Linked DNA regions of Salmo salar: region 2 is linked to region 1. The links are chromatin contacts, called in public Hi-C maps. All regions are on one chromosome and are shown on one strand. Each heading gives the region's core, a stretch centred on a gene start, on an enhancer-like site or on the middle of the called end of the contact. The rest is flanking DNA. Distances are from core to core; before and after follow the strand shown. Region 1 has its middle 45 kb from the start of LOC106588585. Region 2 holds the start of LOC106588585 (biogenesis of lysosome-related organelles complex 1 subunit 4).

Evidence for each region. Hi-C and Micro-C count contacts between places; a contact is called where the count stands out from the background.
Region 2: a Hi-C map of gill shows a contact between it and region 1, with 3 times the contacts expected there. The contact joins the promoter of LOC106588585 here to the enhancer-like site in region 1. A contact is called at or near these places in 2 of 3 Hi-C or Micro-C datasets (gill and muscle).

The regions. Positions count from the first base shown.
Region 1 is chrssa27:16,621,798-16,629,292 of Ssal_v3.1, reverse strand. It overlaps the pseudogene LOC106588584. Among protein-coding and RNA genes, the nearest start is that of LOC106588585, 45 kb to the left of the region's middle. Within about 2 kb of position 4,057, at least 3 of the 13 cell types and tissues checked have an H3K27ac peak or open chromatin away from gene starts, as enhancers often do. A contact at or near this core is called in gill, where this site is marked.
Region 2 is chrssa27:16,666,047-16,673,541 of Ssal_v3.1, reverse strand. It overlaps LOC106588585 (biogenesis of lysosome-related organelles complex 1 subunit 4), which reads right to left and starts at 2,819. Exons shown (of 5, transcript XM_014177735.2): 1 at 2,439-2,819; 2 at 2,205-2,276; 3 at 1,212-1,313; 4 at 922-1,056. The coding sequence starts at 2,738. It also overlaps the pseudogene LOC106588584.

The DNA.
Region 1 (7,495 bases), core at 2,808-5,307:
GAAGTTTTTGGAGGCAAAACATTTCTGAACATTACACGCCAATGTAAAAATTGGGTTTTTGGATATAAATATGAACTTTATCGAGCAAAACATACATGTATTGTGTAACATGAAGTCCTATGAGTGCCATCTGATGAAGATCATCAAAGGTTAGTGATTAATTTTAGCTGTATTTCTGTGGTTTTTCTTGTCAAGGCGATGTCCTAACATAATCTAATGCTCTGCTTTCGCCGTAAAGCCTTTTTGAAATCTGAAAAGAAAAGATCCTTAACCCGCTCTTCCTCAGTGTGATGTTGATTGTCCTACAACCTCATAACTCACTGAACAACAGAGAGCACAGGCAGGATGGGTGAAAGCCAGATGCAATGATGCATGTGGCTACTGACTGATCCATCGAAACTAACGACAGGCCTGGTTACCGGTCAGAGAGAGAGATAACCTTGTAAAAGCAGCAGCAAGGTCTCCACACTCACATGGGGGAGGGGGTTGGGGAAAGGTAGGGGGTGGGGTGGTGAGTTCAAATTAAACCAGGAGGAAGTGGGCCCTTTGTGGGGCTCTTCCAGGTTCAGTTCCCCCCTGTACTCAGATTAGTCATTACCCAGAGATCTGAGGGTCTTAGTGGGTCCCGGGCAGAGGGGAGAAGTGCACCTCTGCAGCAGCACATCAAATGGGTCCTTGTCATGGCAGTGGACCATGGAGGTGATCTAGTGACCACCCTACCCTGGCCCCAGGGGCCTCATCTGACTTTATGTCTCTACTCTGATTGGCTGGGTCCGAGGTCATGTGGTGGAAGAGAGAAGACTATAAATTGACAGACAGTGAGGGGTTCTGGAACTCCATTCAGGGACATTTACCTGCTCTGTTCAGTCTTATAAACCCATTCCAGAGTTTCACTCAGAGAGGGGGTGTTTTGCATAAGGAATTTCCTTACCAGCTTTCTCGCAAAACATAGAGAGGGACAATGTTTAAGACTGTTGCTGTTATGAGCAGTATTGTTGTCTCTGTGAGGTTAGGGTCTAGTTAAGTGTTTGTTCAGTCAGTCTGCGGGTCCAGACGACCCATACTGCATTAGAATAGGATCAGTGTGATCAGAGTGACAGAGTCGTGACGCTGAGTCAAACTAATGTCTCTATGTGAGGCCCTGACAGAGGGCAGTATTTCTAGCTACTGACCGTCTCTGACAGAGGCCTGGATTGTTCTCCGGGTGGTCAGGAGATGCTTGGACAGCGTGACTGTAGGCTTGTAGGTTGGTACTACCCAGCGCTACTCACCATTGGGGATTTTTACTCCCAGATACACAGGCAGGAATAGGCCTCAGTATGACTAGATGTTAGAACAATGGCCTCCAGTAAGGTTCAATACACAGCTCCAGAATGCTGACTCATTTCCAAAGAAACTACAGTGCGAATTCCTGTAAATAGTACTCACGCTTACACCATGAGTTCCAGTGCAATAAGTTCACCTTGCCCTGCTGCACACATATGAATACTTCACTATCATTACTTAACCCTTCACAAAAAAAAACACCTGATAAAACTAACTCTTTGTTAGGAGAGGCATTGTATAATCTTCCTTCCTACTGGAGCGGCATCCTTTCAACAGACAAATCCTTTGTGTCAGCAATGTGCCATGATAACACCCCACTTTGTTCAGTCTCTTGTATTAAAATCATTGGGAGTATTGTCATAAAACGAACTGTAGCAGTACGTTTCGGGACAGTACACCAGGAAACACAACACAGCCAATGACGTGAACATTCCACATGAAAGGTGATGGATGCATTTGTATGCTGGGGCCGGCTGCAGTCGACTTCCCATGCCCGGTCCCATGCCTGGTATACAGGGGGAAGAGCCCTTCGCAGGCCTTGTGTATATGGGGGAGGGATGCCGGCTCCCATTCAGTGTTTAGGAGCGGTGCCTTTGGATGAGCAGCGCTCAGTTCAGCCCTACATAGTGAGGAGCATATCATTCAAGCAGGGCTTTTGTTCAGTAATGTCTGGCATGAAAGAAGACGTTCCCATCGACCTCCTTTCGCCTGCAAGCATTTCCCTTTTAGTTAGCACACAGGACTGACCCATCACACACACCCACACATGGAGGACCAGCAGTACAGGACAGTAACCCCCCCCCAGTGTGAGGGAAACAAAAGGATCCTGACCGCTAGGTGAGAAAACAGTCCCTAATCATTACATAACCAATGACTACGTAGAAGAAAACGATTGTTTCCGATAGAGCAAACTGCAACACCATATATTAGTCTAGCTCATCCTCACCTTGTCTCTGTATGAAGACTCGGAGCAGCGGGTGGGCCGTAGACACCGCCTTGCAGAAGTTGTCGTCATTGTTGATTGGCAGCAGGTCTCCGTGGATGTCAGCGTAGCCAATCATGACCTCCATGTTGGCGATGCGGTGAACGTGCACGATGAGCTTATAGAAGTCCTCGAACTTCCCCGGCTTGACACGGTCCACGGAGAACCGTCGGAACTCTGCTCCGTACTGCAGGGACAACACGTAGGGATGGGTTAGCAAGACAGCTGCTTGGTGACAGAGCACAGCACTGAACACAATTTGAGCCAACCTTATACTTGAATCTCGATCGATATCGACCTGGCCTATAAACGTATAGTAAGACATAAAAGACCTCAGTGGGACAGAGTCCTAAAACGCTAAGTAATCACAGCGTCACAACTGTTTCACATTGTTCTCTAATCCACCACCGAGGTTAGACGATGTTCAGCCAAAACAGAATTGGCAGACAGACACAATGTTCCTTCAGGACGGCTAAAGAAGATGATTTTCCTGAACTTCACAGACAGTCTAACCACAATAAAACTATTTACACAATGTAACGCTCAAAACAAGCCACGACACAGGTAAAGAAAAGAGCCGTATTGCTATGTCCATGTCCTCCATTTATCCCACTGAAGCAAGGGGGAAGTGGAGGTTTAGGCTTGTCCTAAATGCACCCTTTTCCCTAAATACACAGTGAGCTCCAAAAGTATTGGGACAGTGACAATTTTTTTTTGGGGGGGGGGGGCTCTGTACTCCAGAACTTTGGATTTGAAATGATACAATGACTATGAGGTTAATTAGCTTTAATTTGAGAGTATTTTCATCCATATCGGGTGAACCGTTAAGAAATTACAGCACTTTTTGTACATGGTCCCCTAAAATGTTGGGACTAAAATTATTGGGACAAATTCACTTGTGTGTATTAAAGTAGTCAAAGGTTTAGCATTTGGTCCCGTACTCCTAGCACGAAATTATTACATCAAGCTTGTGACTCTACAAACTCGTTGGATGCATTTGCTGTTTATTTTGGTTGTGCTTCAGATCATTTCCTGTCCAATATAAATTAATAGTAAATAATGTAGTGTCATTTGAGTCACTTATTGTAAATAAGAATAGAATGTTTCTAAACACTTCTACATTAACGTGGATGCTACCCATGTACAAAAATGCTTTCATTTCTAAACGGTTCACCCGATACGGATGAAAATACCCCTCAAATTAAAGCTGACAGTCTGCAGTTTAACCTCCGTCATTGTATCATTTCCAATCAAAAGAGCTGGAGTACAGAGCCAAGACAACATTAACATTGTCACGGTCCCAATACTTTTGGAGCTCACTGTAGTCCAGTACTGTTGATCAAGGCCCCTGGTCAAAAGTAGTGCACTATATAGGGAGTAGGGTGCCATTTGGGAAGGAACCTGAAACAAAAGGAACAATGCAGGTGAATGAGTCAGCAGTAAACAAGCCTATCTGGATGAGATGACGCCAACAGACAAAACAGTTCGGGTCAGAACAACATTATATGGGGGTGGACGAACTGACTGAGCACGCACACACACACCAAGGTTTGCTCAGACAGGATGCCCAGAGGCGTGATTGTCTGTACTGGTGTGTGTGTGAGTGTGAGTGTGAGTGTGAGTGTGAGTGTGAGAGAGAGAGAGAGAGAGAGAGAGAGAGAGACTGGACCACCATGGAGAGCAGCTGGGGTGACCCAGGGGTCACAGCTCTGGTCATGTGACTGACATGGCCAGTAGAAACTCTATCACTGTATGCGTGGGCACTGGGCCTGCATAACACAAGCTAGGCTTTGTCTCTGACAATAGCAGTCACATTACAACAGTAGTCACTTGTGGATGGTGGCGCACTGTGCTGCAGTATGCTATGGTACGGTAATTATCTTCTCAGAGAGGAAGGCCTAGGTTAGACTGCTGGGAGGTTAGTGTTAGACTGGGCCTGTCATGCAGTTTGTCATTACAATGTGAAATATCATCTGAACATGTTGGTGAGGCAGTGTGATGCCAGGTGTGTTATCCAACTCATACTGATGCCAAACACACACACACACACACACACACACACACACACACACACACACACACACACACACACACACACACACACACACACACACCAAAATAAATCAAATGAAACCTACATTTAACAATAAGTGATGAGTTTGTGACAGACTGTTCTCGCTCAGCTTGTGGGCTGAGGTCTTGTGAAAACCACTGAGTCATGATATGATTTTATGAGGAAAAAAACCCCCGAAATAAAATGGATTCAAAAACAGAATCCTAAAAGTGCTAGATATGTTAGCTGTTGAAAAGTAGACGTCAGTGTACTTTTTCAGTTTCAGTATGTTACCGTGTCATCCGTGTGACTGAGCTGTTAAACCAGCCTGTGTTTAAAACATGAACACAGCCTAAAGGGAATCAGCCAGCTACAAGTCTGAACAAGATCATGAGCTAAATTTGAATCAGAACCTGAAAATAATACATCACACTAACAAAGAGCACCACCTCCTCTTTCACAGGAGAATGTTATCGGGTCCAGACAGGTACAGACTGACAGGCTGCGCTGCTCAAGCATTAGGCCGACACGCTGACTGACACGGATGGAGGCCAGACTAAGTTTGCTAATGTCTGTTTGCTCTGTCTTATCACGTTTCTTCCCCGTGTGACAATCTAAACTACCCAGCCGAGCTACGGACAGTTGTGTATGGAGATGCAAATTCCAGTGGTTGAGAGATGAACCGTGATGGGTGAGGGAGGGAGAGGGTGAGGTAGATACTGCTGGGTGAGTGAAGACATACTACAGTACCATCTTAAGACAGCTCTACAGAGATCACCTGGCGCTGAGACAAACCAGCCCGTTGCAACACAGCTCGTCTTTGAGAAGCCACGTTGTTCTAGTCTGGTGTTATCAGAACAACTCCTGAGAACAGGTTATCCTCCTGGGTCGGTGAAAAACAGGAACTAAACTCCTTTATGACATCACTAAGAGGCTGATACCGATTGACTCCCTCAGTGGGGAGAGATGGTGCCTGACTGAGGTCACACTCCAACAGGCCTGAATAGAGTGGTGATGGTGAGTTAGGTTGTTGTGTCACTAGAGGATGACACTGGTTGACTCACTACAACAGCCAATTAGTTCTGTGATGACACGTTTAGTCCTGCCCTACCTAGCCCAACCCAATACGGCTCTTGATGACAAGTTTCCTCTCCACCTGTCAGAGGTTGTTTCAAACACACAAACAAAACTTTAAACTGCTTGCTCCTTAAGGGCTTCCCAGGAGAGACAGGCCAGAAGGGGGCCCTAACCCTCTGATAGGGCTCCTGATAGAGGACCTCCTTTCACCACAGACAGAGAGACAGACAATGGGTCAGCAGCATTCCAGCCCCGGTATGAATTAGTGAGACTGAATATTAACTCTGAATTAGAGCTGAATACTCACTCAGCCCTCTGAAACAATAGAGGGGATCAGCTCTGCGGCGGGCAGGCACGGTGCAATGATGCACTTCACCAACGAGAGCCTTGAGCCTTCAAAACACTGCCAGCCACAATACTACACAAAGATTATACAACCTGCCTATGAAGCGTACAGGCTGTGAAATCCACCTGAGGATAAACTAAACATCAGCACCAGCTCCATCCTAAACCTTGTACGAGAGGAGGAAAGAGAGGAATGATGGAGGAACATTATCTGTTGCTCAGGTATCATAGTAGTAGAAGAATATACTATCAGTACAATATATTGACATGTCAGGATGGAGGAAGGACACGACATGGGCCAGTAGTAAGAGATCTAGTCGTCTGAACTGATCTATTCCACCAATGGTTTCAACGGCACATTTTCGTCTGATCCAACAGTGTCTGTTGGTTGGTAGGCAACTGGCACACACTCCAGACTTAGAGTGATGTTTACAGTGTAAGGGGAGAGTCAGACACCCAGCAGGTCAAGAGCTGCTTGTCCTAATAAATACAACATGTCTCGGTATCTAGCCCACATCCATAGACGATTACATTTTAGTTTTGCAACAATGAGAGACATTCTTTGTGTTAAAATATCTAAATAGCTCGGTGTTAGGTCTATTGGAATGTAACTTGGTTGAGAAAGCTCGGCTATAATCTTGTAAAGTCAGTCGGCGTATTGTTGTGTTGAAATCAACACGCTGTCAGTGTCAACTCTGTTAGTAGCAAAACAATCAAGTGTAGTTGCAACAAATGTTGCAAAAAATAACCATATCTCGACCGCTACTCTTGCGAATTACCAGGAGACTTTGTTTAGAATAATTAACATTTAATCGACCCTTCCTCAATGCAAAACCAGTTTTTCTAGAACATCTGCCATGGCATCAGGATTCGCATGAATAGTCCCAATCTTCAGCGGGTTTTCCACTAGAAATTTGAAAAAGTTGCCTTGTGAAAATCACAGTAGTTTACAACCAATTCATCAACTAACCAACTGTGGCTTAATTGTTGAGAGTTTGTGAGTTTTCCCATTGCATGTGGCAGGTCAAATCTAGACAAGTAGCAGTACGGTCTACTACCTCTTCCACCACAGCCGAGTCTATTTAGCCAGAAACCCCATTCCAGAGCATGTCAAGTAGCTTAGGCTAACTATTTAGCCTACTTCAAAGAAAATGATCATGATGGTGTCTAAATGTGTTCCATCGACAGGCCAGTCGGCTTACCTTGCTTTTCACTTCAACCGCGATGCAATCAAAATATTGCAGGGAAGATTGGGATTTATTAAAACTCCGATTCATTTTTGCGGTTCCAGTAAAAGTTCACGCGCTCGCCCACAGAAAAGGGGCTGTTCGGATCTATGTCCAGTCGCTAAATCCCTTAAATCCCACGTCGTTTAGACGGCAAAGTTTAGTTATCTGACTTCCTCGGTTTGTGCTGCGGTCCGCGACGCATTGGTGAAACTTCAGCGGGGAAATAAAACGAAGACAACAAATCGGTGCCTCTGACTTGGGGGAGTGAGTTCGCAGATGACATCATCGAGCTCCTGCATGAACGTTTTCAGCTTTCAACCCTCCCAAAACACCCGTCCTCCAAGACGCCAGGGGACGCGATGCCATGGCCAATATACCACGGCTAAGGACTGTTCTTGCTGAGTGCCTGGATACAGCCCTTAGCCGTGGTATATTGGCAATATACCACAAACCCCCGAGGTGTCATATTGCTATTATAAACTG
Region 2 (7,495 bases), core at 1,570-4,069, 45 kb before region 1:
AAAGGCCCTAAAAATTGCCAAAGACTCCAGCCACCCTAGTGAACGACTGTTCTCTCTGCTACCACACGGCAAGTGGTACCAGAGCGCAAGTCTAGGTCCAAAAGGCTTCTTAACAGCTTCTACCCCCAATTAATCAAATGGCCACCCGGACTATTTACAACGACAGATATTTACCTTGTCAGCTCGGGGATTCGATCTTGCAACCTTTCGGTTACTAGTCCAACGCTCTAACCACTAGGCTACCTGCCACCCCCATGTGACAAATAACATTTGATTTTGATGTACTCCCGTTATGGACATTTTTTGTAAGAAACTGAAAAAAATGTCTCTTCGGCACCTTCAATGTTTGAGCTGTTGTAGACTTCCGACCTGTGCGTGGCAATAATGAGTGATTGGAGGTGCCAAGTAGGCTTTTTTCAGATGCTTGTACATTTTTATTTATAGCTTTTTTTGGAAGTACATACCGGCCGTAACGGGAGCAAATGAAGATAGTTGCTCAGCGAAACTCCACATTTGGTGATCAGCGAACGTATTTTGACTTAACGCTTGCAGAGCTGGTGAATGACAGTTTGAGTCGGAGCTTCTTGGGCGTTAGAGAAGACTTTGCTAGAGGCGTCACTACAGACCCTGGTTCGATTCCAGGCTGTATCACAACCGGTCGTGATTGGGAGTCCCATAGGGCGGCGCACAATTGGCCCAGCATGGTCCGGATTAGGGTTTGGCCAGGGTAAGCCGTCACTGTAAATAAGAATATGTTCTTAACTGACTTGCCTAGTTAAATAAAGGTTAAATAAAATAAAAAACATAGAGATACTGGCTCAGGGGGAATAGTGATTAAGTATAGGAATACAGCATTTACATTCCAAATGGATATTGCCTTAATGGTTGACTGAGATGTGCATTGATTGATTGAATCCTCACATTTAGAAAGCTCGGGACACTAATGGTACGGAAGATCTTTCTGAAGGCGCCCGGCAGGGTTCCTTGTTCCTTCTCTGCCTGAGTGACATGCTCCTCCATGACATTCACATTGGCACCCACCATCTTCACAAACACCTGGACACAACACCAGGGAACAGGGTCAGATACAGAACTACCATATCTGTGCCCCAAATATAGAGAATAGGGTGCCATTTGGTACACAGATCATGTCAGGATTTCAATGACATCATCCTGGTCATTAACAATAACGTTAAGTAAATCACACTTACATCCAACTTGTCAATCTTTCTGTATATTTGCCTCATCTCTTCTGACTTTCTGTGTATTTGAGGTAGGTTCTCGTTGACAATCTGCGATGTGTCGTTGCGGATCTATAACCAGAGGAAGAAAATTACATTTCTCACCCACTTTCACAGACAAAGACATGAGCAGCACATATAGGGATGCGCACAAATGGCAATATACCATCAAAAACTATGTATCAAACTACAAAATACAGAAATACATTTCCAAGTAGTCGGCGCGAACAGCAACAACATTCTCAGTAAGTAACGGTTACAGAAACATTTGACTTGCTCTAATTGTAATATGTTGTTTATCTACATTAGTTGAATGCACTGACTGTTAGTCACTCTGGATAAGCGTCTGTTAAATGACCGAAATGTAAATATGAAAATGAACATACCAAAATGAACTGCAAAGCACACTGGGTATTATTGGCCAAGTGTCAGTCAGAACTCATTACAATAATACTCAGCATGCTTTGCAAATGTCAATTTCTACATATACAATTATATTTAGTTAATTTAGCACAGGGGTGTCCAGCCCTGTTCCTGGAGAGGTACCTTGTATGTTTTGGCTCCAACCACAGTTGTAACTAACCTGGTTCAGTTTATCAACCAGCTAATTATTACAATCGGGTGTGCTAGATTAGGGTTGGAGTGAAAACCTACAGGATGGTAGTTCTCCAGGAACAGGGTTGGACAGCCCTGATTTCACAGATTCTCTTATCACACCATAGTGCCATCAGACTTCTGATACCAATGCAGGGTGAGAGGGGCCCACAAAACTGCGAACCGCTATAAAAAATAAATGGTATAGAAAAGGATTTTAGTATTTTGAAAATACAAAATTACAAAATTACAGCTCCTGAAAGTATCTTGTTAAAAAATACAATAGAGTGCAGTTCAGCCTTGTGTAATACAAATTACTCAAGTAAACGAAATACATATTTCAAATACTGCCGATCTCTGAGCACGTACCATGTCAAGCATTCCAACAAATTCATCCACCCTAGTAAGCATTTCCTCCAGACTTTTCTCCAAACCCAGGATCTGTGGGGTAAACAAAGCAGGACATGGTTATAACCAGTCAAGCGACATTTCTCTTGTCACGCGTATCCAGTTCTAGCTTAGCTTTGGCTAGCGCTATTGCACCTCCCAGCATAGACAGGATGATATATTTGACATCCATCGGAAAGGTTGATTAATTCTAACCTCGTCTCCAGCAGTATCTCTGATGTAAGAGGAGTAACTGAGGGCAGTGTGTCTCAGTATCTCATCCTCCTCGTTGTGGTCTGGGTCCGTGTCTCTTTCCTCGGAGTTGAAGCTCGGACTCCGCAACACTGCTGCGTCGAAGCTGGGGCTTTGCGACACGGTACCATTGCTTAGGGCCTCGCTCAACATGGATAAACTGCTCACACTCTGCGACACGATGCCACTGTCCCGACTCACCTCGGCACTGGACTCCTCCAGCGGGGAGAGAATATCTACCCTATTTTCCATCCTAGGCTCCATCTTTTTTTCCCCCTTTTGTTTATTTTTGTTTTCAGCTACCGTGTTACGATTGTCAGCTGATTAAGTCACGTGGTTGAATCTGTTGATGGCGGCTCACAAGGATCAAGTAGAACTAAGCGAAAAGGCGCTATTTTAAATCAGGGCTCTTTCTCACTAATTTCCTCTGAAGTTGAATACTGAAATCTGATGACTCAATCGCCATTAAACGTGTAGAAACACAGCAAACCACGAGTCAACTTTCTACAATAGAAAATGGGAATGAAAAACTGGACAGCAAGTGCATTTTAAACCTTTATTTCAAAATGTATCTCCCAAAACGTACAAAAAAACAGTAAGAAAATATAAAACACAATATTCACAATACAATTCAAATTAATTGCATTAAGAGTTTAAATTTCAACTGTGGAAATTAGTTGAAGTGATACTTATGGTTTACTATGTTGAAAGAGCACCTAGGCCTACTAAATATTGATTGAGCAATTACAGATCAAGCCCTAATATCCATTCAATTGTTGTTTACATTTGAGTGCTCAGTACATATCTGGACTAAAATGAATTAAAAGGCACAAAGTGTTTACAAACCTTTCCTCCAATATGTGTGGAGAATGTATATCAATGTCTGTACAGCATCATCATCATCATCTCATAGAATAAAACCAGTCCAGTTTACATCATATGCTGAAATATTCCCCATCATAATCATCCTCGTACCATAATACCGCATGGAATTATTTGTTCATTTGTCATTGTTTTTCCCTTGTAAAAATCTATTATAAAATCCTTATGTACATTAAGAGAGAAAGTAAAACAATAGACATTATTCCAGAAAAATCTAGACGTTTCTGTAATAAATATAAAACCTGTAATATTTCCTTGGCGTGAATATGTGGGCTCACACTGAGTCGATGGTACAGGGTACTACCAGTAGGGGGAAGTGACCAACACAGTATAGCACTACTCAATAGGGTTGAACTGACTGTGCATAGTAAAGATATGCATGGAATAACATCACTATGGTCATAAGAACAGTGTCAAGGTAACCAAAGCAGCCTATGGGGAGAGAAAAAGGAAAGAGTAACAAAAATTACATATGTGAACCAAAATAGGTTGATAATCCAATGTTAATCCTGGTACTAACATGGAGATTTAAAGTTGAAACAACAATAAGACTGTAAAAAATAAAAAAAATTAAAAAAACTACTTTGCAAACCAGCTTAAAAACCTTGAACTACAATGTGAATAATGGTGAGAAGAATCCCATACAAAAATCAAACCACCGATGGATGGCTTAGTGTCCCACAGAATCCATGTACTCTATGAAAGTTAACCATACCATGGATGGATAGATTGCACTTGTAAACCAAAGTACCACTGGATCCGTACTTGGATCTCAATGTGTGTGCCCAACACAGTGTAGGAAAGTGAATGAGTGAGGTTAAGCAGATGCAGATTCAGATGTTATCACCTTCACCTCTTAGCAGTCCTGCCTGCTGTAACAGGGTTCACATCCCCCTGCCTGCTGTAACTAACAGGGTTCACAGCCAAGCAGATGAGTTGAGTAAACAGTAAAGATAAGGATTCATTAGCGGTGAAGTGAGAGGGGTGCTAGTCGGCTAGTGGCTTTTTTTTCCAGAGAGCATGTTGCATTCCTGGAGCTCCAAAAACAGACAACCAGTGGAGAAGACGAAACAGGATATAGACTATGTTCAGTGTAGGAAGTATTGCTTGATAGCAGTTCAAAATGTACCAGGTATAAATGACTGCTGGTAAGGGAAGTAAGAGTTTTAGTACATGTGATGATCCAACACTTCTCCTTATTAAAGCTTTGAATAATTTATTGGAGAAGATAAATAAATCATCTGTGAATACACAGGTAAAATACAGAGATAGAGAATCAGTAGACAGGCAGCATTATACAGAAACATAGAATTGTTCTTAAAAACAAAAGCTCAAAGTTGGTCCCAAAAAGGAGATAGAGGTTCAGATTAAAAGTGGCCACTAAAGGATAGCAGGTGAATCCCATCAGGCCTACACATTAGTGGCCTAAAATGCTCATTTACAAGACATAGGAAACCTTAAAACTCAAACAACACAGAATAAACTGTCCTTATTTGTTTTATAAAAAATTTAAAAAATTAGTAGGAGGTTTGAAGAACAACGTTCATTCTCATGGTGGGTATACCGGGCAGGGGATGCTCCAGCTCACGTCCAATGTGTGTGTGTATTATTAGTGTTGGTGTGTGTATTATAGGGTGATGACGGTGCCATCCTCTTCCACCCCTCCCCGGGGCAGGGCCAGACTGTGTCGAGGGTCCGTCCTCATGGTGCTGAGGATTTTGTGCAGGCTGCTGTTGCTCTCCCGGAGGGCTGGGTTGCTGCTGTGGTGCTGGGTTTGGTGATGCTGGGGGGGTCTGTAACTGGGGGTGCTGGAGGTTCAGGTCCCTGTGCAGCATGTAGCTAAGGCTGCCGTGGTGGGAGAGGCCATTGAGGCTGGGCTGGGAGTGGGAGGAGGGCTGGGAGTGGGAGGAGGTGGAAACCACAGAGAGGGGTCGGATCGGGGGGGTTGGTGGGTTCCACGGGGGCCTGGGGAGGGGCTTGGGTATGGGAGCGTGACGTTCTTGAAGCCACGGACACCATTGACGCGCTGGAGCGCCTCGACGGCCGCTTGAGGCTGCTCTCGATGACGATGTCTGACTCCTCATCGCTTTCCAGCTCGTCGGGGTAGCCGTGGGCACCGGTCGCCATTGCTGCGGTGGACAGGCTGGGGTAGCCGGTGGAACCGCTGCTGTCTGACGACTGACCGGAGCTGCCGGAAATCCGGCTGGCTCGCACCACATTGTTCCGCTGGTTCACCGGCTTCACTGTGACAATCAGGTTGTGACTGTTGGCGATCATCATGTCCGTTACCTGGTCTAGCGTCTTCCCAGTCACCTCAATGCCGTTGACCTCCAGGACCTCGTCATTGACGGCCAGCAGGCCCGTGCTCTCAGCCAGGCCCCCAGGCACCATGCGGGAGATAAAAATCCCAGGCACCTTCTCCAGGCCATGGGGCGTCACCCGTACGCTTGTCCCATCCCGGATGTAGAACCCCAGGGGTTTGTCAGAACCATGGCGGTAGAGACGAACGCGGCGGTGGGACTCTGGCAAGATGTCCACATCGATGATGGAGGAGACTGGCCGGAAGTCCTGCGGCATACCAATGCGGATGTGAGGTCGCTTCCTGTTGACGTCGTTCCGCAGCGCCACCACAGCCTTCTTCTTTCGGGTCAGCGAGTGAGTCCCATAGCTGCTGTAGTCGACCTCCTCTGAAAAACAACAGGAGAAATAGTACTGGTTAGAACCTTTTCTGAAACCCAGAACAGAACTGCTAAGAACTGAAACACAGAAAATATAGAACCCCTTAAGGCCTCTGGAAGACAGGAGAAAACAACTGCTCAGAACTCTGTCTGAAACACGGAACAGAACTACTTAGCTCTCAGGAACACTTCACTTGAAGCATATGAGCCTCAAATGGTGAGCAGATGTTTTCCTTTGAAAGAACACAATACATAAAGGTTTTATTTGTAGCGAGAAATGTACGCAGCGCTCATTACCATACACATCAACAGGTTTTAGTCCAAACTCCTCTAACTCTACCCCTGGGTAAAGCAAGCATCAACCCTTCATGTTTTTAAAATGGACAAATGACCAAAACACACATAAAACTGCAAGATGACAACATGAACACAGATTAACTTTATTCCAGACTTGGGACATCGACACAACAGAATAGTGAAGCTGCCAATACATTCCAGATTGCAGTCCTAGGGTCATTAATAAAACGCTGAGAGGGCTGAGCAGAGCTGACAGTGTGGGGGTGTGTCTGTGGGGTGTTCCTGTCTGTGCTGACAGTGCTGTCCCGCTTTACTGGTACTGCTTAGACAGCTGCTGTTGGGGAGGCCCTGCCTGCCTGCCAAGCCAAACCATGGCCAAAATGGGACCAGAGTCACAGCGTACTGACTGTTTACCAGTCCCACTCTAAAGAAACACCCACACAAGGAGTTGAGGACAATGGGAAGTGTATCATTAAAACTCCTCAGCTTGTTTACTGTGAAATCCTTTCCCTCCACTTCAGAACAAAGCTTTAACTGGGCTGAACTTGTGGCAGACCCTGTTGCACTCTGGGCCATAGAGAAAGCCTGACGAGTGCTGTGCTGGTCTGGTGTAGCTCTGCAGTCAGTGGGGTGGAACAACAGAGCCACGGGAAGAACAGTTGTAATCAAACCAAACACCAGGATGGGATTACAGTTGGAATACCGATCATTCTGATCATCAGTTGTACACGACTCACTGTCTGCAAGCAAGGGCAACGGAGTGTGTTCACGCAAAACTATTTTCACAGTTCAAAAAAATATATAAAAAGATTTCAACCAACCCAATATGTCTAGGCTTAGGCTATATACGATATACTGGGGTATTTGGGGGGGAAAAAACAGGATGGTTTTTCAATACAGTCAAAACTACTCCTTTGAGGTTGTTCAATACATTTGAATATTTCTAGCAACTTTTTAAGTTAATACCTACAGTCAACTTGTGCAATACGTTAGGAGACAAAACAGATTGCCCCTTTTCATTCCACCCCTCACATTATGAACAGTTGAGCCAGACACGTGTTTGTTTGTAAATAGCACAACATGAGAAAGCGGGAGCTGGTGAGTCCATAGCGTTGTATATCTATCGGCAAGTCTCTGTTGTGCAGCACACATGAGGTGATGAAG